7 separate regions of the Mus musculus genome follow, and regions 1, 2, 3, 4, 6 and 7 are each linked to region 5. Evidence: chromatin contacts called from public HiCAR-type and promoter capture Hi-C data. All regions are on one chromosome and are shown on one strand. Each heading gives the region's core, a stretch centred on a gene start, on an enhancer-like site or on the middle of the called end of the contact. The rest is flanking DNA. Distances are from core to core; before and after follow the strand shown.

Evidence for each region. Promoter capture Hi-C pulls out the DNA fragments that hold promoters and counts their contacts. HiCAR-type assays count read pairs that join an accessible place to other places.
Region 1: a contact with region 5 is called in a promoter capture Hi-C map of the HPC-7 cell line, with 4 times the contacts expected there. The contact joins the enhancer-like site here to the promoter of Rpl32 in region 5. A contact is called at or near these places in 14 of 39 promoter capture datasets (the 3T3-L1 cell line, 3T3-L1-derived adipocytes, the C10 cell line and 10 more) and 4 of 115 datasets of contacts at active chromatin or transcription factors (embryonic stem cells and pro-B cells).
Region 2: a promoter capture Hi-C map of liver shows a contact between it and region 5, with 7 times the contacts expected there. The contact joins the promoter of Sec13 here to the promoter of Rpl32 in region 5. A contact is called at or near these places in 3 of 39 promoter capture datasets (liver and pre-B cells) and 1 of 115 datasets of contacts at active chromatin or transcription factors (astrocytes).
Region 3: a HiCAR-type map of astrocytes shows a contact between it and region 5, with 6 times the contacts expected there. The contact joins the promoter of Fancd2 here to the promoter of Rpl32 in region 5. A contact is called at or near these places in 1 of 39 promoter capture datasets (liver) and 1 of 115 datasets of contacts at active chromatin or transcription factors (astrocytes).
Region 4: a contact with region 5 is called in a promoter capture Hi-C map of the C10 cell line, with 3 times the contacts expected there. The contact joins the promoter of Tatdn2 here to the promoter of Rpl32 in region 5. A contact is called at or near these places in 3 of 39 promoter capture datasets (the C10 cell line, liver and stem cell-derived epiblast-like cells) and 1 of 115 datasets of contacts at active chromatin or transcription factors (embryonic stem cells).
Region 6: a promoter capture Hi-C map of pre-B cells shows a contact between it and region 5, with 5 times the contacts expected there. The contact joins the promoter of Csgalnact2 here to the promoter of Rpl32 in region 5. A contact is called at or near these places in 3 of 39 promoter capture datasets (hippocampal neurons, liver and pre-B cells).
Region 7: a promoter capture Hi-C map of pre-B cells shows a contact between it and region 5, with 2.2 times the contacts expected there. The contact joins the promoter of Brk1 here to the promoter of Rpl32 in region 5. A contact is called at or near these places in 2 of 39 promoter capture datasets (embryonic stem cells and pre-B cells) and 1 of 115 datasets of contacts at active chromatin or transcription factors (astrocytes).

Annotation. Positions count from the first base shown.
Region 1 is chr6:117,886,311-117,889,665 of GRCm38.p6, reverse strand. No RefSeq gene overlaps it. Among named protein-coding and RNA genes, the nearest start is that of Gm38883, 7.0 kb to the right of the region's middle. Within about 2 kb of position 1,460, at least 31 of the 459 cell types and tissues checked have an H3K27ac peak or open chromatin away from gene starts, as enhancers often do. A contact at or near this core is called in the HPC-7 cell line, where this site is marked.
Region 2 is chr6:113,739,055-113,742,667 of GRCm38.p6, reverse strand. Sec13 (SEC13 homolog, nuclear pore and COPII coat complex component) reads left to right here and starts at 1,987. Exons shown (of 9, transcript NM_024206.4): 1 at 1,987-2,023. The coding sequence starts at 2,021.
Region 3 is chr6:113,530,150-113,533,398 of GRCm38.p6, reverse strand. Fancd2 (Fanconi anemia, complementation group D2) reads right to left here and starts at 1,717. Exons shown (of 44, transcript NM_001033244.3): 1 at 1,651-1,717. Emc3 (ER membrane protein complex subunit 3) reads left to right here and starts at 1,761. Exons shown (of 8, transcript NM_175101.3): 1 at 1,761-2,071. The coding sequence starts at 1,917.
Region 4 is chr6:113,695,186-113,698,324 of GRCm38.p6, reverse strand. It overlaps Tatdn2 (TatD DNase domain containing 2), which reads right to left and starts at 1,275. Exons shown (of 8, transcript NM_001347356.1): 1 at 724-1,275; 2 at 208-618. The coding sequence starts at 612.
Region 5 is chr6:115,807,306-115,810,641 of GRCm38.p6, reverse strand. It overlaps Rpl32 (ribosomal protein L32), which reads left to right and starts at 1,899. Exons shown (of 4, transcript NM_172086.2): 1 at 1,899-1,944; 2 at 2,740-2,840. The coding sequence starts at 2,745. Snora7a (small nucleolar RNA, H/ACA box 7A) reads left to right here and starts at 2,539; the gene lies at 2,539-2,667.
Region 6 is chr6:118,137,549-118,140,986 of GRCm38.p6, reverse strand. Csgalnact2 (chondroitin sulfate N-acetylgalactosaminyltransferase 2) reads left to right here and starts at 1,847. Exons shown (of 8, transcript NM_030165.3): 1 at 1,847-1,964.
Region 7 is chr6:113,603,104-113,606,422 of GRCm38.p6, reverse strand. It overlaps Brk1 (BRICK1, SCAR/WAVE actin-nucleating complex subunit), which reads right to left and starts at 1,651. Exons shown (of 3, transcript NM_133937.1): 1 at 1,527-1,651. The coding sequence starts at 1,644.

The DNA.
Region 1 (3,355 bases), core at 211-2,710, 2.1 Mb before region 5:
AAAATCTTAAAATTCCAGGGCAGGTGGGAAGATGCCTCATCGGGTAAAGGCACTTGTGGCCAAGATGGACTGACCACCTGCATTTGAGCCTCAGGAGACATCTCCTAATGTATTACTCACCTTCTTCGGACAAGAGCTCACTTTCCTTGGACACGAGCAACTCGTTTTCTGTACTTCTCATCACCTCCTAGGTTCTTTTCTGTCTTTAATGTCCACTGGGGGCCCCAGAGAGGTGGCTCAGCAGTTAAGAGCTTGCGCTGCTCCTTTAGAGGACCTGAGCTCAATTCCCAGCAACATGTCAGGTGCCTGTAACTCAAGTTCTAGGCCAGAACAAAAATCCCTTGGTTATGCTTTATTGAATACTTTCTTTTTGAGACAGGATCTTCCAATGCTTCCCTGACTTGCCTAGAAGGCAATGTACTTATCCTCTGTCTCCTGAGTGACAGGACTGCAGGCATGCGGCAGGATGCATGGCCTGCTAAGTTTGTTGTATACAGTAATTTGGGCTCATTAATTTCTTTGGCCTCCTCATCTTTTCTATTGTGTGCATGCAGGGTGGCATACAGTGAGTTGCCTGAGAGAAATTCTTTTGTGTGTCTCCCTGATGTCACAACAGCAAGCCTGATAAAGCCCCCCCCTGGGGGGGTGTCTTTCTCTGCTCTTTTTCAGAAGCCTGTGCTAAACTGATAACACTCACTAAGAAAGAGGCAAAAAAAGAGCTGATATGCAAGGACAGTGGAGGCAGTGGAGCTGTGGTGGCCTGAAGGCTTAGGAGAGCTGGGGGTGGCAATTAGCTAGCTAATGAGAGCCCAAGTTCCTGCTTCACAGCTGAAGAGATCCTGATGGCCTCAAAGGCTGTCCCAACAGCCCATGCCTGCTCTCCCACCTGTTTGGGGTTTCTACAAAGCTCAGCGGGGCCTCCTCCTCAGCTCCCAGAGTGGATCACGGGCAGCCAGTGCTTCTGACTAAAGAGGACCCAGTGCTTCTCCCCAGATGTCTGCTCTCTGTCTGCTGCTAGGCTCTCAGGTAGCCCAGCTTGTCACCAGTGCCAAGTTTCCAAGCTCAGAGAGACATGGCAACTGCCATTGAATTGCTGAAGAAGCTGGGAGCCTCTCGTAGCAGTGTCCATGGTGGGTAGGTGATGCTGAACCCCACCGCCCTTCTCCAAGCCCTCTAGGTCCTGAGTGATACTGGGCTCGGAGGCTCACATCCTGGCTCCAGATTGCAGTCCCAGCAGAGAGGTATCACCACTGAGTTTTGTGGACAGAGCCAGCACAGGGTGTCTGTCCACTAAAGAAATACTAAACAATTTAAGAGAAACCAAGGCAGGAAGTTTTAAAAAAAAAAATTAAAGGAAACAGAAGGCAAGAAAGCAGAGAAGTGATAAGACCTAATCTGCCAAGGGTCAAGGGTCCTGGTAAGGAAAGTGCATGGAGATGGTAAGTAACACTGTCCTAACAGTAACAGCAGTTGCTGCTGCCTGCCTGCTTGTTCCTGTCTGCAGCAGAGGGGAAGGACAACTGTGGCAGGCTCGCATTTACAGAACTCCCTACCTGCTCCCTCCCTCCCTCCCACTTCTACTCAGGTGAAGGGAAACCACACACATGTAATCCCAGCATTGAGAAGGCTGAGGCAGGAGGATTGTGAATTTGAGAGCTGGCTAGGCTACGTAATGAGAGCTTGCCTCCACACTCACCAAAGTAAAAGGAAGGCAAAATTTCCAGCTGTAGTTGCAGTTGCCAGAAGTTAGTGGCCCATGCCTTCAATCCCAGCACTCTAGAGGCAGAGGCAGGCAGATCTCATGAGTTCAAGGCTAGCCGGATCTACAGAGTGAGTGCCAGAACAGCCAGGGTTACACAAAGAAACTCAGTCTTAAAACAACAACAACAAATGCATCCTTCTGTGTAGACACCACTTCATGTTCACACAAATTCTCTCTCTGTTTATATGTGTCTGTCTGTCTGTCTGTGTGAGTGTACCATTTGATCTTCTAGTCTGTGTGGAGACCAGAAGAGGGTGTTCTCTATCACCCTCCACTTGTTCTTTGCATCAGGGTCTTTACCAGAACCTGTGACTCCCCCCTCCCTTTTTTTGTAAACTCAAATGACCTCCTGTCTTTGCTCCATTGGGAGCTGGTACCACAGGCACGATTAGGACACCCAGTTTGTTACATGGGTCCTGGGATCTGAACTCTGGTCATAACCATCAAGCCATCTCTCTCCAACCACTAGTAAGCTTTGTTTGAGATGAAGTTTTGTTTGTGCCCAGGTGGTCCCTGAAGGCATTATCCCTGCCTCTTGCTGCTGGGATTACTGTGCCCCCAGCCCTACCACACTTGGTTTGATAATCTTTTTTTTTGTTTTTATTTTCCTTTTTTTTTTTCTTCGTTTTCGTTATTTCTTTTTTTGTTTGTTTGTTTGTTTCTTTCCTTTTTTTTGATAATCTTTTATTGGATGCTGGATTAAAAAAATTCCTATACATCTTCAGCTTTATTTGGGGGATATAATTAAGTTCCTTGAAAATGGCATGATCTATTTGGTCTTCATCACCTTTATAGGATTTGTTGGACAGGTTCATGACATTGCTTCATCTTGGGCTAATTATTGCACCAATGGGCCATGGTTTTAATAAACTTATGTACTGCTCAGTACATTCTCTGCTGTGACCTGAGTGAGGGTATATCAGAGGTTCATCAAGGTGGGAGCATGGCAGCATCCAGGCAGGCATGGCACAGGCAGAGCTGAGAGTTCTACTTCTTCATCCAAAGGCTGATAGTGGAAGACTGACTTCCAGGCAACTAGGTTGAGGATCTTATGCCCATACCCAGTGACACACCTACTCTAACCAGGTCACACCTATTCCAACAAGGCCACAACTCCAAATGGTGCCACTCCCTGGTCCAAGAATATACAAACTATCACAATAGTAGAGGTATTTTTTTTTTGGGGGGGGGGTGCTTTTTGTTTGTTTGTGGTTTTTGTTGCAGCTGTTGTCTGTCTGTCCTTCCTTTCTTCCTTTCTTTCCTTTTTCTTCGAGACAGGGTTTCTCTGTGTAGCCCTGGCTGTCCTGGAACTCACTTTGTAGACCAGGCTGTCCTTGAACTCAGAAATCTGCTTGCCTCTGCCTCCCAAGTGCTGGGATTAAAGGCGTGTGCCACCACCGCCCAGCAGTTGTTTTTCAAGACAGGATCTTTCTCTGTATCCCTGGCTGTACTGGAACTCATTCTCTAGACCAGGCTGGTCTCATATTCAGAAATCCACCTGCCTCTGCCTCCTGAGTGCTGGGATTAAAAGGGTATACCACCATGCCCTGAGATGTTTTAATTTTTTACTATTAATTTAAAAAAAATGCTCTC
Region 2 (3,613 bases), core at 738-3,237, 2.1 Mb after region 5:
CCAAGTATATGTAAAGAATGTGTGTAAGCATATGGAAAGAATGTGAATTTTCTATTCAGACTTGGATTCCATCCCAGAATATCTCATGCATATGCAAATGTTCACAAAACCAAAATGAAGCACTGTTGCTTTCAAGTATTTCAGATAAGAGATCCTGAACCTGCACTGTGCTTCACTTAGCAGAGAAGACAGCCACTCAAAGAGGCGAAGAATGAGCCCTTAGAAGTAGGAGATGAGGTGCTGACAACATTCCATCTGTAGCCAGAGTTGGCCCTCTAAAGCTTGATCACACCATGTCTTTCAGTCTACCTGCAAATATCTTAAGTTGCTGTTGCTTATCCCAGATCCTCAATGTCTTCAGCTTCAGAATTTATACCAGAAAATTCCCTCAATAACAGTGCCTTATATTTACATGTTAGATGCCCGTTGTCAACATTTTTCACTGGAGAAAAGCAAGGCTCAGAGAAAAAGAACTTGGCCCGATCAGTTGAAGGTTAGTGATGCAGCTACAGAGGGGCCTGCACCTCAAAGAACAGAAGGCCAAGGAGCCCCCTCAACTTTCTTTTCTGTTTTACCCTAAGTATCGCCTCCTCAAATCCCTGTAAAAGTTCTCCATTGGAGGAGGAAAGAGATCTCAAAGGCACTGTGGTGGTGATAGTGACAGCCAGGGGTGAGGGCGGTGTCATGATATAAGGCTGCCACTCTCCAGGCCCCTCTCCAAAAAGCCTTCACACTCCTTGAGTCTTGGCATCTTGCTGGTAGCTATCTTCAGCCAAGGTATTCAATCCCAGTTTCAACATACGACCAGAAAGATTTTTTTTTTCAAGACAGGGTTTCTCTGTAGAGCCCTGGCTGTCCTGGAACTCACTCTGTAGACCAGGCTGGCCTTCAATTCAGAAATCTGCCTGCTTCTGCCTCCCAAGTGCTGGGATTAAAGGCATGCGCCACCACTGCCCAGCAAAGGATTTAGCTAATGGGAGTGGAGGTTCTACTCTGGGCCACTTGGCTTCTAAGTGTGGTGGGGAAATGTGACCACGTGCATCTGAGGAGCTGCCCTGGGGCTCTGTGTTCCCCTTTCAGTGCTGTGTAAGCACCAAAGCTAAAAACAAGAGTTTGGGGAGGTTCCAGTTGTTCTCCCTTGAAACAGTCAGACTCCCAGGGACTTGAGACTCTCTGCTTGCCATCCCTTAAGAAAGCTGGTGCATTTTTGTATACTATCATATCAACTAACAATGAAGCTTTGACTTCTTCCGTTTCAATTTGTATCCCCTTGATCTCATTTAATTGTCTTTTTGTTCTAGGTAGAACTTCAAGTACTATGTTGAATAGATAGTGAGAGAGTGGTCAGCCTTGTCTTGTCCCTGAATTTAGTGGAATTGCTTTATCCATCAACGTAATTTACCATATAAACAAACTGAAAAAAGCCCACATGATCATCTCATTAGATGATGAAAAAGCCCTTAACAATATCCAATACCCCTTCATGTTAAAAGTCTTAAAGGGATTATGGATACAAGGACCATACCTAAACATAATAAGGCAATATACAGCAAGCCAATAGTCAACATCAAATTAAATGGAAAGAAACTTAAGCAAGACCTAACAAAGCACTAGCCCAGTCTACTTGAGAAATTAACCTCTACGATGGTCATGATAAGCCAGTGGGACCCGGAACCCGCAGAAAAGGAGAGTGAAGCTATAATGACTAGTCATTTTATGTATGCATCTCAGGAACCAGAAAAAACTTAGTCTAAATAAAAAACCTGCTAGCGACGGCTTCAAATCATAAAATCCCTGGATTAGGGTCGCCACAGCAACCAGAGCCCAACAGTAGCCAAGATAAAGGCAGAACTGCAGGAGGGCGGGGCCGAGGATCCAGAAGACGCGGAACCTTTGTGTGAGTCGAGTGTGTTGCTGACCGGAAGATCCTGGGTGACAGCCTGCCGGCTGCGGGCCGGCACCGGAAGTGAAGCGTTTTGAGCTGCCACGTCCGAGGCCGTGGGTCGCCGCTGCTGCAGCTATGGTAAGTGTCGCGATCCCTGCGATAGTCGTGGCTTTGAGACAGACCACCTCTACGTCCTCAAAGTTTGCTTGTCCTGCCTCTCTCTGGGTCTCGGAGCGGGAATTTAAGGCAAGGCCACTGGGCCTTCCGGAACTCATAGGCCCGGGCTGCGAGCCCACCTCCTGCCCGTCTCGTGTCTTGTCCTCCAGAATTGGAAAAACAGCCAAAGCTATCATAGGATCTACTGCCTGACAAGCCCTTAGTGCGTTCCCACGATCGCTCACATCCTCTGCCTGCGCGTAGCCTGCGGAGCAGATGCTACTATCATCAACACTTGGGCTAGGCAGTGGCAAGCTAAGATCCAAATTCTCCTCATCATTCGCCCTGCCACCCACTACCTCAGCAAAGGAGGTGGAGGGATCAGTTGCTTGGACACAGGACTCCCATGTGTGATGGTCCCTTCGGGAAACTGATGACAGGCCTAGCTGAGTGACTCCAGGGCATCGTCTCAGCTTTTTATTTCTGTTTCTTATTTTTGAATTTACATGGCCTCTGTGGTATGTCTTTCACCGCACCCCACTCCGTATAATACTAAGGGAATGAAACTCTGGAAGTCTTAGACCCTGGTTGGCGCAGCGGTGCAAGGAGCTGCCTCCTTCTGTTGGCCTTTGGCTCTTTTGTTGCCAAGTTGGAGACTCATACACAGGTTCATTCTAAGTTTGTACCTGGTGTGATTCTGATGAGCTGAACTGTTTTGAGTGCAGCTTCTTACTGTGTTCCAGCAAGCGCATAAGTGTCCTTATAAGATGCTCCGGAGGACTGCTCCAAGAGCTTTAAAATACATAGCATCCCAAAGTGTGGATCATAACCCATGGCTGCTGGTTAAGAATGGTCATAAGGATGCCAGCTTTCCAAAGTCCTGTGGGTCACCAATAGAAAATTACTTTTCCTTGAGCCAGTTGGGATTGTGGGGAATTCTTGGTCACATCACCCACCTTATATTGGTGTGTGTTGGGGGAGGGGGTTAGAGGATTAGTAGATAAGATTGTTGCCAGCAGTGTGGTTTTGGTAAGGGTGTTTTCTTCACTGCCACCTTAAATTGATTAGTTTTTCTGTTGACTATAATTGATTGCTCCTGGTGCCTCTCCAATGCTCACGGGAAAATGTCATTGTCTCCAGGCAGGTGCTGCTCCTCTTTCTCTAATCTTTGCCGACACTTTTCAGAGCATTTAAGATTCTCAAGGAAACACACTTACTTATTCAGTGTGTGCCTTCTGAATGCCTTGCCGCCGTACTCTCCCAGGGTCTACCTTTCTGAAAAAATAGCCCAGGCTGTTGGAGAATTCTTGATCCACCCTCTTGATCCTCCAGAGTGTTAAGGATCTGCAACACCACACCTGCCTTGAGGAGTCAGGCTTTGTAATTGCAAAGTTTGCACTGGGAAAGGTGACTTGTTGGAAATGGTGAGAAATGTCAGTCTCAAATGGAAGCTACCTTTTCAATCCACTTTTCTCTCCCAAGAATTTAATAGTGGATGAGAGAAGAAAAAAAAAAAGATGTGTGTCTTTGCTCTTTTATTAACTCAGTAGGTAGTTACTAAGTTCTTTCTAT
Region 3 (3,249 bases), core at 468-2,967, 2.3 Mb after region 5:
AACAAGACAGACATCATTCCAGCGTGCAGGAGGCGTACAGCATTACAAGGTCTTAATGTATTGAACTACGTCTGTGTGACTGCAATCGAAGAGAAGCCAGGGAATTGAGTGAGAGCTTATGAGGACCGTTAGTCTACCTGTAGGTGGAGCAGTGAAGAAAAGCAGGAACAATTTTTCTGAACACGTTTTCCGTTTCAACATCATAGCTTTGTGTGTGCTAGGACAGTCATTTTTATTTTTAAAATATCTAAATCTTAGGTGTATGATGATTTGCCTGTGCATACGACTGTGGACCATGTACACACTGGATGCCTGCATAGGCCAGAAGAGAGTATTAGAGCCCCCAGAAGTGAAGTTACAGATAGTTATGAGCCACTATGTGGGTGCTGGGAAAGGAGCCGAGATTCTCTGCAGAGCAGCAAGTGTTCTTAACCACTGAGCTATTTTTCTAGTACGTATTTATTTTTAAGACAGGATTCCACCATGTAAATTGGACTGGCTGGTCTACATAGTTACCAGTTACATTCTAGGCCAGCTTCAGATATACAGTGAGGCCCTATCTCAATAACCAACAAACAAACAACCTTGTCTTATATGCTCTAATTATAATCTACATATTTCTCACATGCTAACTTAAGAAAGATACCATTACTAGTCTCCTAATCAGGGGAAGGGCTGAGGTTCTAACTCTAAAAAGTCTGGTTCCAGAATCTGTACTCCTTGTTTTGTTCATTTATTTTTGGTTCTTAGACAGGCCAGAATCTGTGGGTTTTGTCTTACTTTCAACTTCTAGGGTCTTGTGTAGCTGTTTGGTCTTGAACTCATACATAGCCAAAGGCAACTTCTCCTGCCTCCACCTCCTAAAAGCCAAGACTATGGGCTATTATTATTATTACTGTTTTTTATTTGGTTGGTTTTGTTTTTTTGTTTTGCTTTCTTTTGTTTGAGACAGGGTTTCTCTCACTCTGAGGACTGGCTGACCTTGATCGAACTCAGAGATCCAACTTCCTCTGTCTCTCAAGTGACACCACCACCCAGCTTCTCTCTCTCTCTCTTTATTTTTCTGTGTATACAATGTTCTGTCTGCACATCAGAAAAGGGTATCAGATTTCATTATACATGGTTATGAGCCACCATGTGGTTAAGGGGAATTGAACTCAGGACCTTTGGAGAAGCAGCCAGTGCTCTTAACCTCCAAACCATCTCTCCAGACTAGGGCAATGGTTTCTATTAAGGATTAACGTTCCTGGGCTGGTGAGACAGCTCTGGGATTAAGAGCGTTTACTGCTCTTGCAGAGGACCCAGGTTCAGTTCCCATTCAAACATGCGGCTCAAAACTGCCTGTAACTCCAGTTCTAGGGAATCCTGCGCCCCTTCGGGTTCCTATATGCATGTGGTGCACATAAACACAGAAGGTCAAATCATACATATACATTAAATAAGTCTTGCCAAAAAAAAAAAAAAAAAAGCCTCAAAAACTAAAAACAGGTTCAAATTTCTTATTATACGAGATTTCTTATTATGCGTTTCCTACAATAATATGTAATCACTGACAGCCACTTTTCAGAGGGAAACACTAGAACAAGTCAGGGCCGTCTGACTTCGGAGAGATACCATCTCGCTCCCAGGAAAGCCTAAAAAGCCACTAACCTGGGGACCCGCCAGTTGCTTCCCTTCGTTTTCGACTTTCCCGCTAGAAGAACGGCGCTCTGACGCCATCAAAGCCGCGCCGTGGCGTGACGTTACTCGCCCGCACCGGAAGTTGACGGCCTGGCGGCCCAGCTGGAAACAGTGCGCGGAGAAAGCTAGGCTGCCCCAGATTCCACGCCAGCCAGACTGAGGGGCGGGTGAAGGCCCGGAGCCGAAAGCCGGGAGGAACCCAACTCCTCCCGACCCGCAGCGAACTCTCAGCGAAGATGGCGGGGCCCGAGCTGCTGCTTGACTCCAACATCCGCCTCTGGGTGGTCCTGCCCATCGTTATCATCACTTTCTTCGTGGGCATGATCCGCCACTACGTGTCAATCCTACTGCAGAGCGACAAGAAGCTCACCCAGGAACAAGTGTCTGACAGGTCAGTACCCTCACCCTATCCTGCTGACCTCACTCCCGGGTGACCTTGGTCAAGAAAGTGCAGGGATTGATTGTATCACTTTAACTGAGTTTTCATCGCGCCCCTACGGGTTGACCTTGGCGGTTAGCTGTGTTTCATTTTTGTCAGTAAAATGGGAATAATCTCAGTACCTACCTAATAGAGAGAGCAGGCATGTAGATGTTAGATTGGATGATACCTAAAAGCCTTTAGCCCAGGGCCTTGCATGTACTAAGTGTTTAAGAAAACGTTCTTAATATTGTTAGGCTAGTTGCCAACCGTCAGTGAGGTTCTCTCTGAACTATCCTGCTCCATTCCGTTATTAAGAGTACCCACTGAGAGTCAGATGCAATATTCCCTTGAGTCCTGCTAACATCCAGGCAAGTGAATTTCATAATCTACACTACCAAAGAACTGTAGTGATCTGCTGAGATGCTAAGGTATAAAGTGCCTCCAAAGCTTGGAGACTACCACAGAGACGTGTGAGGAGTTGCGATGGACCATTCCACCTGCCTCCTCTCCTCACTTGCCTTCTTACAGTGCTTTTCTGTGGGAGACAGAACTTTGACATAACTTCAGCCACTTCACATTAAAATCAGTAACAGTTTTCAATCACTTATTCTAGTCATTTTCAGAGACTAGCTGAAGACAGTGCTGCTGGTTCCTTGACTTGTCCAGATCACATAGGAATCACTTTAATGAAGAGAAACGTTTCAAACGTTTCTGCAGAGAACAGAAAACAAAAACCAAAACAAAACAAAAACCTCATTTTGCCGGGCGTGGTGGCACACACCTTTAATCCCAGCACTTGGGAGGCAGAGGCAGGTGGATTTCTGAGTTCAAGGCCAGCCTGGTCTACAGAGTGAGTTCCAGGACAGCCAGAGCTATACAGAGGAACCCTGTCTCGAAAAACCAAAAAAAAAGAAGAAGAAGAAAAAAAAAAAAAAAACCTCATTTTATCGTATTTAAAAGTTACTTTCTTTTTGTGGCAAGTAATACTGGATTTCCATTTGCTGGTGATTTAAAGATCACCTTAAATTAAAAACACTTTAAAAAAAAAAAGATTTATTTTATGTATGTGAGCACACTGTTGCTGTGTTCAGGCACACCAGAAGAGGGCATCAGATCTCACTATAGATGGTTGCAGCCACCATGTGGTT
Region 4 (3,139 bases), core at 26-2,525, 2.1 Mb after region 5:
GTAGTTCCAAATGCCACCAAGTTTGAAAACCCCCTCCATACTGAGCTCTACCCCTCAACACCCTCCCCCTCGCCCCCCCCCACACACACACCAGGCCCTCCACAGGAAAGATCTAATTTTTATTCTCTTCCCACCAAATGTCTTCTCTCCACCCCTCAAACCACGTGCAAGGGACTTCACTGTTTGCCAGACGTCGCTGCCACGTACCTTAACGCTACAAGCTTCCTTCCGTAGAGAAGCCATTTCTTCTAGAGAGGAGTGGGCAGGGTGCAGAGGGGACCCCTTGGACGTAAATAGTCTCCGAGGGCTCGCAATCAGGAAGCCAGGGGAAGCGGCCTCACCCACACCTGAGCCCGAAGAGAGAGAGGACGAAGAAGAGGAAGAGGAGGTGCGACGGCGGACTGAGCTCCGAGGAGCGCGGGCCACATCGTCCCCGCGCCGGACTTTCAGACGCTGGGGGCTGCTGGCCCCTCGAGGACGCGACGCACACCTGCGACCTGGCCGGCTGGAGGGGGCCACATTGCCGGGCTCCCGGGGGCGGCTGCGCTTGCTGGGACACCCTTCCGACGTGCTGCCCCAGTGATACTTGACCTTGCGCCGCTCCGACGCCATGGGCACCTGCCAGGGACAGAGGAACGACGATTGTAGCAGCAGCCTTGGCGGCTGCTCGCCTCACACCGCCGGGAAGCCGCTAGGGCAACGGCGGGAATCGGCCCCACTGACCTTTCCCGTTCCTGTCGTCTGCCCATTCCAGTGCTACGGGCTTCGGGGACGCCACAGCGCTCCGAGAAGCGTCCGCGGGCCGAGCGCCGAGCCCGAACAACGCGCAGCCCAAGTCCGCGAGCGCGGCTGTCAACAGCGCGCCACTCCCGAGACGCCGAGGCGCTTCCGGCGCGGCGCGGCGCGGTGCAGCGGTCTGCCTTCCGAAGCCCTGCGCGGGGGGCCGAGCGCGTGCGGAGCCGCCTTTTGGGCCGCACGCGCCCGCAGGCCCCGGACGCCAAGGGCGGGCCGCGGGCGGGGTGGCCGCTCGCCTCCCGCCGCCCCGTCCCGCCCCGGGCCTGAGGGAGCCACTGGCCTCCGGAGCCGCGCGCCGGAAGTCACCTCCGCTCCTCCAGCTGACCCGGCCCAGCGCCGCACCGCGCCCTCATCCAAGGCCTCGGCCCCGCCGCCTACTTCGCAACCTCGGCGTCAGCTCCGCGGAACCTGCCCAGCGGCCGGCGGCCGGCGTGCGGCAGGGGCGGAGCCGGCGTCAGGGACGGCGCCGATTGCTCCAACGGGAGAGGGGCGTGACTTCGGGCAAGACGGAGCGCGCCTGTTGGTCCGACGTTCTGGGGCGTGCCCCTACGCCTCACGAAGCTCTGTGGTTGGTTGGGAGCGATATGTGGCGGAGCTTCTCACGTGGCCCTGGATCCGCGCGAAGGGCCTGCTGGGGACGCCCGGGAGCCGAAAATACCGATGGAGGGTAACTTGGCGGGCCTCTTGGTACCGGACGCGCGTGCCAAACATTGTCACTCACTCACCTACTCACCCATCCCCCCTCCCCCTTTTTTTTTTTTTTTTAAAAAAAACAACGCAGGAAACTGTGGCTCGATAAAAACCAAGCGACACACCCAGAAAGTGACGGAATTGGGGTTAGCAGGCACAAGCCATACACACACAAAAAACAGAACCAGGCCTGCCGGATAGACCTGTAAAACCAACTGCTCAGGAAGAAGAGGCAGGACGATTGACAAAGTCCAGCCTAGACGTTTTAGAACCTGACTACAACTAAAAAAATTTTAATAGCGGGGGGTGGGGAGAACAGAGAGGTGCCTGAAGCAGCCATAGTAGCTCACATTGGTAATTCCATTTGGGTCGCTGAGGCTGGGGAACTGCTGAGTTCGAAGCCAGTTTGGGATAGCTAATGAGTTCCGATCAACCTAGGCTTCCGAGTGAGATCAAAAGAAAAGAAAAAAAAAGAGAGAGAGAGAGAAAGAAAAGAAGAGATATAACCCCACATCAAGAGAGCCGTAGGACAGAGGATCCAGAGTTCAAGGTCACCTCCTAACTTCTTGAGACCCTGTTTCAAACCTTCCCACACCAACCCCAGAAAAGGTAATGATTGCAGCTCAATAGCAGAGCACTTACAGGAGAAGCAAGCTTTTGATCCTAATCACCAAATTACCCAGGTGTCACACAAGTCTGTAAGTAATCGCAGCCCTCTGGAGGTGTTGGAGGGGAGGGTCAGGAATTCCAGACCAGCCTGTGACACTTAAAATGCCCCCGCCCCCCAGAACCAAAACAGTAAAGAAAAGAGTTTGTCCTACTACTTCATTCCCAGACTGCTCTTGGCCAACAGCTGTGGTGGCAAGAACTAAAGGCTCTCCACACTCAGCTGGCCTTCACTTTTTTTTTTTTTTTTAATTACCCAATGCAGGAGCCAAACCCATGGAATAGCACCTCCCATACTCAGAGTCTTCTGTCTTCAGTTCATCCTCTCGGTAAACTCCCTCCTAGTCACAGCCAGAGCATATCTAACTCCTAGAGGGTTGTTAACCCAAGTTCACAGTGAAGGTTAACCATCCCAGAAGCCATCTCTATTTGTTTGTGGGGTTTTTCTTTTTTTTTTGGGGGGGGGGGTGTCGTTTTGTTGTTTTGGTTTGATTTGATTCTTTCAAGACAGGCTCTCTCTGTGAAATCTTGACTGTCCTGGAACTAGGTCTGCCAACCAGGCTGGTCTCAAACTCATAAAATTCTGCCTGCCTCTGCCTCCCAAGTGCTGGGATTAGAGACACGTGTGTGCTGCCACCACCACCTGGCAACCATCCCTATTTGTAACAGTAAAAATAAAAGCAACTTTAATATCCATGAAGGGTTATACAAGTGCCCCAAGCCCTGCAAAGGTGGCATTGCTGATAAAAACCCTCCCTAAAGTGACAATGTACTAAATCACTGGCCACAACCATGAAGTCTTAAGTTCAAATACCAGGACCCACATAAAAGCTGGCTGTACAGCAAGGGTATATACAATCTAAGCACTTCTACATCAACAGAGATGGGCCAGCTAGCCTTGTGTAACAGCAAACTAAAATACATACATACATACATACATACATACATACATACATACCTTGTGGAAGAAGGATTGAAAACCCAAGTC
Region 5 (3,336 bases), core at 650-3,149:
TCATCCTGGGATATTAATGCCTACAGGGACACAACAGACAGCAAGAGAGTCCTCTGTTAAATGAAGTAGCATGTCCTCAGCTGGGGAGGACTGAGGCCCCCAACCCCTGTGAATCTTCAGAAATCAGAGCCATACTCTCTAGTTCATGGGCCTTCTGTATAATTCACTCACTCACCTTTCTCTTTATGTAATGTACTCTGTAAGGTGCCATTAGCCACACACTTCCATGTTCCATTGGCCTTTACATAGCCTGTAGGCCAAGCAGCATTTGGGAAGGGAGGGCAAGACACAGACACAGGAGAGCAACAGTCCTGCCCTGCTGTTTGTGACCCAGCCACTCCAGACAAGACACTCTACTTACCTGGGTCTCTACTCCCCTTTACAGCAAGCACAAGGGTTGGGGCAGCATACCCAATTCAGCATTTGTCCCCACCTCCTGGAGCCACTGTCAAGATCACCAGTGGCATCTCTTCTGTCTGAGTTTGTACAAAGTTTGAAAATTTTTTAATTTAGTCTGCTGGGCAGTGGTGACACCTTACATCTCAGCACTTGGGAGGCAGAGACAGGAAGATCTCCAGCCAGCCTGGTCTACAGAGTGAATTCGACCACAGTCAGGCTTACACAGAGAAACCCTGTCTTAAAACAAAACAAAACAAAACAAAGGGTGGGACTGGGGTGGGGCCTGGAGAGATGGCTCAGCAGTTAAGAACACTGATTGCTCTTCCAGAGGTCCTGGGTTCAATTCCTAACCACATGGTGACTCACAACCATCTGTAATGGGATCTGATGCCCTCTTCTGGTGTGTCTGAAGACAGCTACAGTGTGCTCATATACATAAATCTTTAAAAAATGAGATTTATTCTATGTGATTGAGTGTTTTGCCTGCATGTATGAGTATGTACCACATGCATGTAGCGCCTACAGAAAAGGGCATCTGATCCCCTAGGGCTGGTGTTAACAAGGTTGTGAAGCAACGCTTGGTTCCTGGGAACTAAATGCCAGTCCTCTGAAAGAGCAACAGTGCTCCACCAAGCCACCTCCCCAGCTCAGGTTTGGTTTTATTTCCTCCTAAGATTATAGAGTTTTCACAATGATCTGTAAAACAAAAGATAAGCAAAATAGACTAAACTCGACCTACCTCTGCTTCCCAAGTGCTGTTATTAAAAAATGTGCACCACCACACCCAGCCAATAGACTATTTTCTTAGCAATATTATCAACCTATCACTTTTTTTTTTCCGAAACAGGGTTTCTCTGTGTAGCTCTGGCTGTCCTGGAACCCTCTCTGTAGCTCAGGCTGGCCTCGAACTCAGAAACCCGCCTGCCTCTGCCTCCCAAGTGCGGGGATTAAAGGCATGAGCCACCACCGCCCGGCTAACCCATCACTTATTAATACATTAGGTACATACCATAAGTAGAGAAGATTTAAACATACAGAAGTCGCGAGGAGGCTCAGTAGCACTTCATAAGCAGGGGTTTGCACATCTGTATATTAGGAAGTTTTAGGACATTTGCTCAACCAACCGCCTAAGGATCTTCGAAGAGTCTCTGTTTTGCTACCTCCCAGCCTCAAGGAGGCACCCTCGGGAACCAACAATTTAAAAAGCTATTGGGCTTCCACTTAGGGCGGAAATAAATGCCCACCTAGCAGGTCTTAGCTCAAAAAAAAACAAAAAACCCAAATTTCTTAAGTAGTCCCAAGAGAAAAATAAATTTTAGTTCACTCTAAGATGTTAATGTCTACTACAGAACACTAGTCCACTAGGGTTTTTTTCAGTATCATTTCTCAGGCACATCTTAGTTTTCTTTAGAGGACCCAGAGCCGGAAGTGCTTCCCTTTTCTCTGCCAGGACCTAAGACTCCGTCCCATCATACCTTGCGCGCCGCCGCCGCCTCTTCCTTCTTCCTCGGCGCTGCCTACGAGGTGGCTGCCATCTGTTTTACGGTGAGTCTGTATCGGCGGCCATCCGCCGCCCGCGGCTTCGACGGGACCCCGTCTCCGGGTGGGGAGGCCTCGGCGGCGGCCTCCGCACCAGCGTGGTAGTGGCGAGCGCGCGCGGGCCTGGCCACTGGCGCTGCTCCGGAGTCTGCCCGGGGGCCGGCATCGGCCAGGGCGGGCTTGCTGCCATGCGGCCCGAGAGTTTCGGACGGCACCCGCCGCTTTCTGCTTAGCTTGTTAGCAGCCTTTTTCTGCGGCGAATCCGAAATCTTAAGTCAGGGAGCTGCCGCCGCTCGCCAGTGAGCAGAAATGCTTTCTGAAGCGCAAGCCCGGCGGAGCAGGTTGTCTGCGCGGGGAGCAGAGAAGGCACCCTTTGGTTGGTGCTCTGAGACGACCGGGAGGGACAGACGGACTGGTGGCGTGTTAGGAGTGCATGGTGGCTTTGCGTATTTAAGGGCGCAACACTTCAAACATAACGAAGCTTAGTGGAGCGGGATTTGCCGCTCCTTCGCCACCAGAGAGACCTGGCTGGGGTTCTGTAAGATCGGTTGCGGTTCTTTGAGGTTCGGAGTGGGTGAGATGAACCACTGACCTCTTGGGATCGCGTCTGGAGAGTAGCTAGTATTCTTCCAGCTTCGGAAGCAAGAGGGAGAGCAAGCCTAGCAGAGGTACCCATTCCATTCCCAGTTTGCTCGGTAGCTGGTGATTGGAAGACACTCTGCAACATTACTCACTGAAGGCCTGAGACGCAGCCCCACCTCCCAGTTTCTTTACTAACTTGGGTCTGACTTTTGTCAAAAGGCATCATGGCTGCCCTCCGGCCTCTGGTGAAGCCCAAGATCGTCAAAAAGAGGACCAAGAAGTTCATCAGGCACCAGTCAGACCGATATGTGAAAATTAAGGTATGTGGTTCTGGGGTGGGGGTTAAGACCTGAGCACACATTTCTCGTTATCGCTTGTCTCTGCATTTTAAAAAGTTCATTTTAAAGATGACACTTTGTTTTATATTTATGCGTTTGAAGGGCAGGGAGAATCACTTTAAGGAGTTGATTCTCTCCTTCCTGTCTTGTGGGTCCAGGTCAGATTTAGTTTGTCTGACAGCAGGCACTTTTAAGTCATCTCTGCACCCTGACCCTGTATTTTAAAGATCTTTGGGGTTTTGTCTGCACACCAGGCACATGCATGCATGGAATTGAACCTCTGGAAGAGCAGCCAGTGCTCTCAACTGCTAAGACCTCTCTCTGGGCCTGCAGATCACCTGTTGGCTGGATGGGCATGCACACCCAGCAGTTCAGCAGTTAACTGATCCCTCCTCCCTACTTAATTGCAATGGAAGATGATGTTGAAATTCCAGTGCAAGTGCTAGGGATGGAGCCCAGGGCCCTGTGCATGCCAGGC
Region 6 (3,438 bases), core at 598-3,097, 2.3 Mb before region 5:
ATCTTCTGCAAGTCTTCAGCTGACGATCTGTTTGTGTCAAGGTGACAAATGACAACAAGCACAACCTAGACTATCTTCTGCCTTTTCATTTTCTCTCTGGGAACTGAAGAGCCAAACTGTAGGTTTGGGAAGAATTCAAAGGTTCAGATGAAGAGCTGGGAGACATGCCCACTGCCCAGTGTATGCACCACATAAAAAGTAGGCTCTGCCTGAAGTGTGATCTAGCCCAGCATCTGTGAGGCTAGAAAAGAAAGAAAAAAACGAAATGCCTGAAGTAGATGGGTTGCAGGGTTCTAAAAAGTGGGGTGTGCTTGAATTTGGTTACTGGGGACATTTATTTGTCTTTTTGGAGACTTTACATTCACAAGTTCAGTTAGAGCCCATGTTTGGTACTGAGATGCCAGAAACTGCAGGGGAGGTCTCTCTCATTCTTTCCGCCATAGTCCCCATCCTATTTAAAGTGTCCCTAAGGAAAATCCAAGCATCTCTATGGCTGAACATGAGTCTAGAGGGCACATTCGAAAGGTCCCTACATCTGTGGACTTTCTTTTTGTTTGAGATAAGGGCTCAATGTATATCCCAGGCTGCCCTGGAACTTACTAAGTAATCCAGGAAGGCCTGAAAAATATCATTTTTCTGTCTCAGCCTCATGAGTGCTAGGACTATAGGCAGATGTCACACCTGGCTTCTGGGGACTTCTCAGAAACTGTTAATGAAATGTCAAGTGTAACGTAGGCACACAGTAGATGTGGGCTTGGACTAACAGTGCCAAAGCTGGAGTCTGGCATCGTGGCTCGCTAAGATTTCAGTGAGGTGCCATTTATATCTACTTTATTAATACATTAGAGAATTTTTGCCTTATCTTGGAAATTTAGCAGTGCTGGGCACTTAACCATTTGCTAAAGGTCCCCATGTTCCAAGTCTCCTAGGAGAGAATTCTCCTGCCTCCCTGCACTCATACTTAGGACTGTGGCTGGTAGACAGCAGGCAGCTAACCCACGTGGACTGTCTTTTGTGATTGTACTAGAGAAGATGGATGTCTGAGGGGACTTCAAGGTGCGTCCTAAAGAAGCAGCTGTCCAAGGGAGACACTTTGTTCCTGACCACAGCTGGCTCTATTGGCTGACAGTTGTTGAGATATCTTCTGCCCAGATGTTCTCCTCTAATGCCACAAGGGAAATCCTGAAAACTTTAACGGTCTGGATCACCTACTTCTAAGATAGGCTTGCTGACTGCATATCCAGTCTCTTTCCAACTTTGCCAGTGTGTGCTTTTCTGAAAAGGCTAGACTTCACACACACACACACACACACACACACACACACACACACACACACGGTACTTTACATGCAGCAAATGGAATTATTTATTTTAAGTAAAAACACGTAAGGACCTCTTCAGTGTTCAGTACCGATCTTCCCTGAGCAGAAGGCATGTTGGCTATCCTCAGCCTCCCCGCTAGTCAGCTCTGCCAGGTTAGCACTTATGTGACGATTAGCCACATGCGTGTCTAGTTAAGTGTCTCTAAGGCATGATGTTCCCAGGCTATTTATCCCACAGGGCTTGAGCACCCATCTCAGTTGTTGTTTGTTTGTTTGTTTTTAGATGAATCAACTGTCATCTGTGGAGCTTTCTGTGCAGGGCACAGGACAGAAGAGGGAGGAATAGGCGTGTCCTAGCTGGAAAGAGAAAGGCCTGGCCCTGGAGGGCGGGACTTGGCAGTGTGGAGGGCGGAGCCCGGCTGCGGTGGGCTGGGTCTGGCCCTGGAGGGCGGAGTCTGGCTGTGGAGGGCGGGGCCTGACCGCGGAGGCGGGCGCGCCACAGCAACCCAGCCTCATTTCCCTCATTTCCTCGCGCGCGCCGGAAGTGGCGGTGCTCCGCGGCGGCGCGCCGGGCCGGCCCCGCGCAGGGCGCTGGCCAGGTGTGCAGGTCCCCAGAGGCGGCGACGCTGAGCGGCGGGCGCGGTGAGTACCGCCGTGTCCTGCCGCGCCTCTGGGCAGCGGCCGGTCCCCTCGGACGAGCCCTCCGGGACGCCGCTGGGCGCGGCGCTTCCTTGACGCGCCCTCCCGAGGCTGGTCCCGTTTTGGAGACCGCTGCTGCCAGGGACCGCTGGTTTGCGTGTCAGGTTTTTTTTTTAACCTCCTCGTCATCATCTCTGCTGAGTGGCTAAACTTTTTACTGTGGGGTTGAACGCGCCCACTGGCAGCAGCCCTCCTGCCTCTGACAAAACGCTCCCCTTTAAAAGATGCTCTTGGAGTAGGAATTGATGATCGCCGGAACCTGGATAAAAACCAAAAACGGAGAACTGTCAGAAGGACCAGATAGTTTAGAAAATTCCTGCATTTCTGAGCAACTGGCTGGGTAATTTGTCAAATACCACAGCGGTACTTGTGTTTGTGATGATGACATTGGCGGCATGACAGTTTGGTTACAAATCTAACGCTTTTCTTCTTAAGTCCTCATTAAATCTGAAGGTGTGCTTTAGCTTGTTTTTGAAATGTACATGCAGTGTCCTGACAGTTCATGCCACTGAAGGCCCCTGGGCCTTTAATACCTTGGGGATTAATGCCATCTCTTAAAGGTGCATTTAAAAAAGCACCTCTGATTTCCGAAGTAATAAAAAGGTGTTTTATGGCATAATATTCGGGAATATTTGCTACTATCTTTTTTAAATTATGTGACTAAAAGAATATAAAAAGGGTGTTGTGTTTTCAGTATATGAGGCTTAGAAGTGTTGATATTAAACAACCAGCTTTAGTTTCAGATAATTAAGAAATTACTGTTTATCCATCTACACTCCTTTTGTAGTGGTATAAAATATAAAAAAACGTCAACAAATGCATGAAAATGAACTGTCTGTGAATCATTACATGCTTCTTACCTTGTCTGCTGCTACACACATCAGATTTTAATTGTACAACATTCCCATAGTGCTCTGCTTCTTCCAAATAGGTTACCCCTGCTTCCCCATTAAGAGTTCTGACTTCTTTCATCAGCCATTAGTTTGGACTATTTTAAGCTTCATGTTAATGGAGTTAATATATAGTATTCTCAGAATATTGCTGTGGAAGTCACTGTTCGTGTTTTTTGATATGATATCATTCATATCATGGTATGGTGTTGATAATTCTTTCTTATAGTGTAATGTGCCATTCTGTGATGTGATTGTTCTTCTGTTCATGAATGTGTGCTTCCAGATTTGTGTATTATTTGTTTTAGGTTTTAGGGGTGTTATAACATTCTTGTGAATGTCTTAGTATGTGAATACATTTCTGTCAGATGTAAAATGGCTGAGACCTACAATAGGAAAAAAATTACATCCTAACTAACGTGGACTCTTTCTTTTTTAAAAGATTATCTTAACTAATACAGAAGTGAAGGTTGGTTTTAAAAATATGAGTTAAGGCATGGTGGTGCACACCTTTCATCCCAGCACGC
Region 7 (3,319 bases), core at 402-2,901, 2.2 Mb after region 5:
CTTTGGAACTGCTTTTAACAGCTGAGCAATCTCTCGAGCCCTAGAAAATGGCTCATTTCTGTGGCTGTTCTGAGGACCAGGCTGGCCTCAAATGCATAGCACTCTTCCAGCCCTTGTCTCTCCAGTGCTAAGAGTACAGGTATGAGCCACCACATATAACAGGGAAGGGTTACCATGTTCCTCACTGCCAGCAGACCTGTGTAAGAACCAATTACGCCTGCTGATGTTTGCTTTGCTCTACCAGGCTGGACTCAAAACTCTCTATGAAGCAGATGACTTGGGAGTTCCTCCTGGTCCTCCTGCCTCTGCATCCTGAGTGCTGCTATTAAAGGCATGGTGTGTGGGTGCTAGGCCAATACTCTACAGACTAGGCATCCCCTGCCCCTTAATGATGCATTTCCAATTTCCTTTTTGTTCTCTTTTCTCAAAAAACAAAAACAAAACAAAACAAAAAACCCCCAACCAACCAAAAAACAAAACAAAACACAAAAAAAGGAGGAAAAAAAAGGAGAGAGAGAAAGAAAACTCTAAGAAGTGGGGGATGCCGGGGTCTTGTGCTTACCACTCAGGAGCCCAATCCCTGAACTACACCCCGTAATTGAAGCTACTGTTCGGTTACCTTCTATCATACTACTTAGGACTCATCGGGTCTTTAGCTAGAAAATATACGATTCACTTTAATTTTTTTCAAAATACAGCACTTTCTCCCCAAGATGCTGAAAGTTGCTAATTAGTAGAACCAAAGCACTCTAGTGAAAAAGATCACTGGATGCCATCTGCACGTCTTGTATTGTGTAAGAAGGTCCCTGAAAGAACCCTTCCGGAGACCATAAGAAGTCTGTAACAGGTTTTCAGTCCAGAAGGCTAGGAACGCACGCAGAAAGAAATCAAGACTGTCACTAGCCGGCCACACCTAGGAATAGTTTTTTGGAAAAGTGGACTCTGCTGAAACCATCTGCCCTGTAAAATCCGAGGAGCCAGACAGAAGCATCCAGAGCACCTACCATGAAGCAGATACAGGGCTAGAAAAGCCATTCCCAAGGCCCGAGCGGGCCCCATCCCTTACAACCCTCAGCACTAGCACCAAATCGAGCCGGGGATGAATGAACCTGCCGGGAGTGGTTAAACGGGAGCAATAGAAGGCATGACATCAAAGGGGTTCGGACTTCTTCCTGAAGGAGATGGACAACGAGCAGGAGTCTCTCAACAGTAAGCGCGACCGTGACCGTGACACGGCTGCGCACTGCCTGCCAAGTGAAGACTGGCACGGAAGCGCGGCGCAAACCGGGGCGGATGATGGATGGGCCTAAGAGGCTGGACAGTGGGCGTGCTGACGAGCGCAAGTGGGGCATGGCAACGGGCAGGGTAGACCCTCGGAAACGGCCCAGTGAGGCTCGGGGTGAGGGCACTGGGGCCGGCGGGCAGCCAAAGAGGAAGCGAGTAGCCAGGGCGGCGCGCCTCTCCTCCCCGCCGCCGGCCGCCTCCCAGGCCTCCCTCCTCCCAGCCTCCCCTGCTCGCCCGCTGACCGAAAGAGTTGAGAAAGTCTGAGATTTTCTTGATGCTGCTGGTGATGATCTCAATGTACTCCCGGTTCGCCCAGTCCTGGTGAATCTCCCGCTGCACCGGATCCTCTTGTCCCGCCATGGCGGCCGCCTGAGGAAGAGTGACTGCGCAGGCGCCGCGACCTCTACAGGCCTCCAGCGCGCCTGCGCCGCCAGCCAGTACCCGAGTGTTCGAGCCCCAGAAAGGGCTGGCAGAGCGACGCGCGTGCGCACTCTAATCCCTGCGCTCTAGCTTGGCTCCCACGCTGGGGTAAACAAGATTCCTCCACTCGCGATGTGAAGACTAAGAGCTACCCTGTCCCCGGTTACAAGCACCCGCTGACCACTAGCGGATCTTGTCGTTAGGGGGCGCCCACACATTCCCACCTCCGCCTAAGGGTTGCTCCAAGCTCTCTTGCACCTTGTTAGCTGTGATGGGCACAGTCCACGAATCCCGTTTATTCAGAATGCTTGTCATGCTTGGGTCACAACTCTGTTCATTCTCGTTTTCTTTTAAAATTTGTTGTTGTTGTTGTTTTTCGAGACAGGGTCTCTCTGTGTAGTCTTGGCTGTCCTTGTACTCCCTCTGTAGACCAGGCTGGCCTCGAACTCACAGAGATCAGCCTGCCTTTCCCTCCGGAGTGCTGAGATTAAAAATGTGGCCACCACCGCCAGGTTAAAATTATTTTATTCGTATTATATGTGAGCGCTTACGTGGCACAACACGCGGGCGGAAGTTACAGGACAACTTGCAGGAGTGGGTTCCTCACCTTCCATCTTGTGGGACTGAACACTCAGATCATCAGCTTCAGTGTCTTTATTGTTCGAGGTGTCCCACCAACTCTGAATCTCCATATTTACCAAATGAGCAAAATACTTTTCTTTCTTTCTTTCTCTTCTCTCTCTTTCTCTCTCTTTCTCTCTCTTTCTCTCTCTTTCTCTCTCTTTCTCTCTCTTTCTCTCTCTTTCTCTCTCTTTCTCTCTCTTTCTCTCTCTTTCTCTCTTTCTCTCTCTTTCTCTCTCTTTCTCTCTCTCTTTCTCTCTCTTTCTCTCTCTTTCTCTCTTTCTCTCTCTTTCTCTCTCTTTCTCTCTCTTTCTCTCTCTTTCTCTCTCTTTCTCTCTCTTTCTCTCTCTTTCTCTCTCTTTCTCTCTCTTTCTCTCTCTTTCTCTCTCTTTCTCTCTCTTTCTCTCTCTTTCTCTCTCTTTCTCTCTCTTTCTCTCTCTTTCTCTCTCTTTCTCTCTCTCTCTCTCTCTTTCTCTCTCTCTTTCTCTCTCTCTTTCTTTCTCTCTTTCTTTCTTTCTTTCTTTCTTTCTTTCTTTCTTTCTTTCTTTCTTTCTTTCTTTCTTTCTTTCTTTCTTTCTTTCTTTCTTTCTTTTTCCAAATCAGGGTTTGTCTGTGTAGCCCTGGCTGTCCTAGAACTCACTTTGTAGACCAGGCTGGCCTCGAACTCAGATATCCGCCTGTCTCTGCCTCCCGAGTGCTGGCATGCGCCACCACGCCAAGCTGCCAAATACATTTTTAATGCTAATACCCAATGATGGACCGGCTGAAGCAAAATGGTAAGTCACAGTGTAAACTCATTCCATTTCTATCAAGAACTGCAAAAATAATCTCCAACCTTTTTACCTAATCGTTTCATTAAAAAAAAATCGTTAAAGGAACGTAGTCGTACATGCTTATAATTTCAGCACTCAAGAGACTAAGGCAGAAGAAGGCTTGTCCAAACAATGGTCTAGTCAGTCCATGTGTGGTGGTTTGAATAGGTCTGGCCTGAATA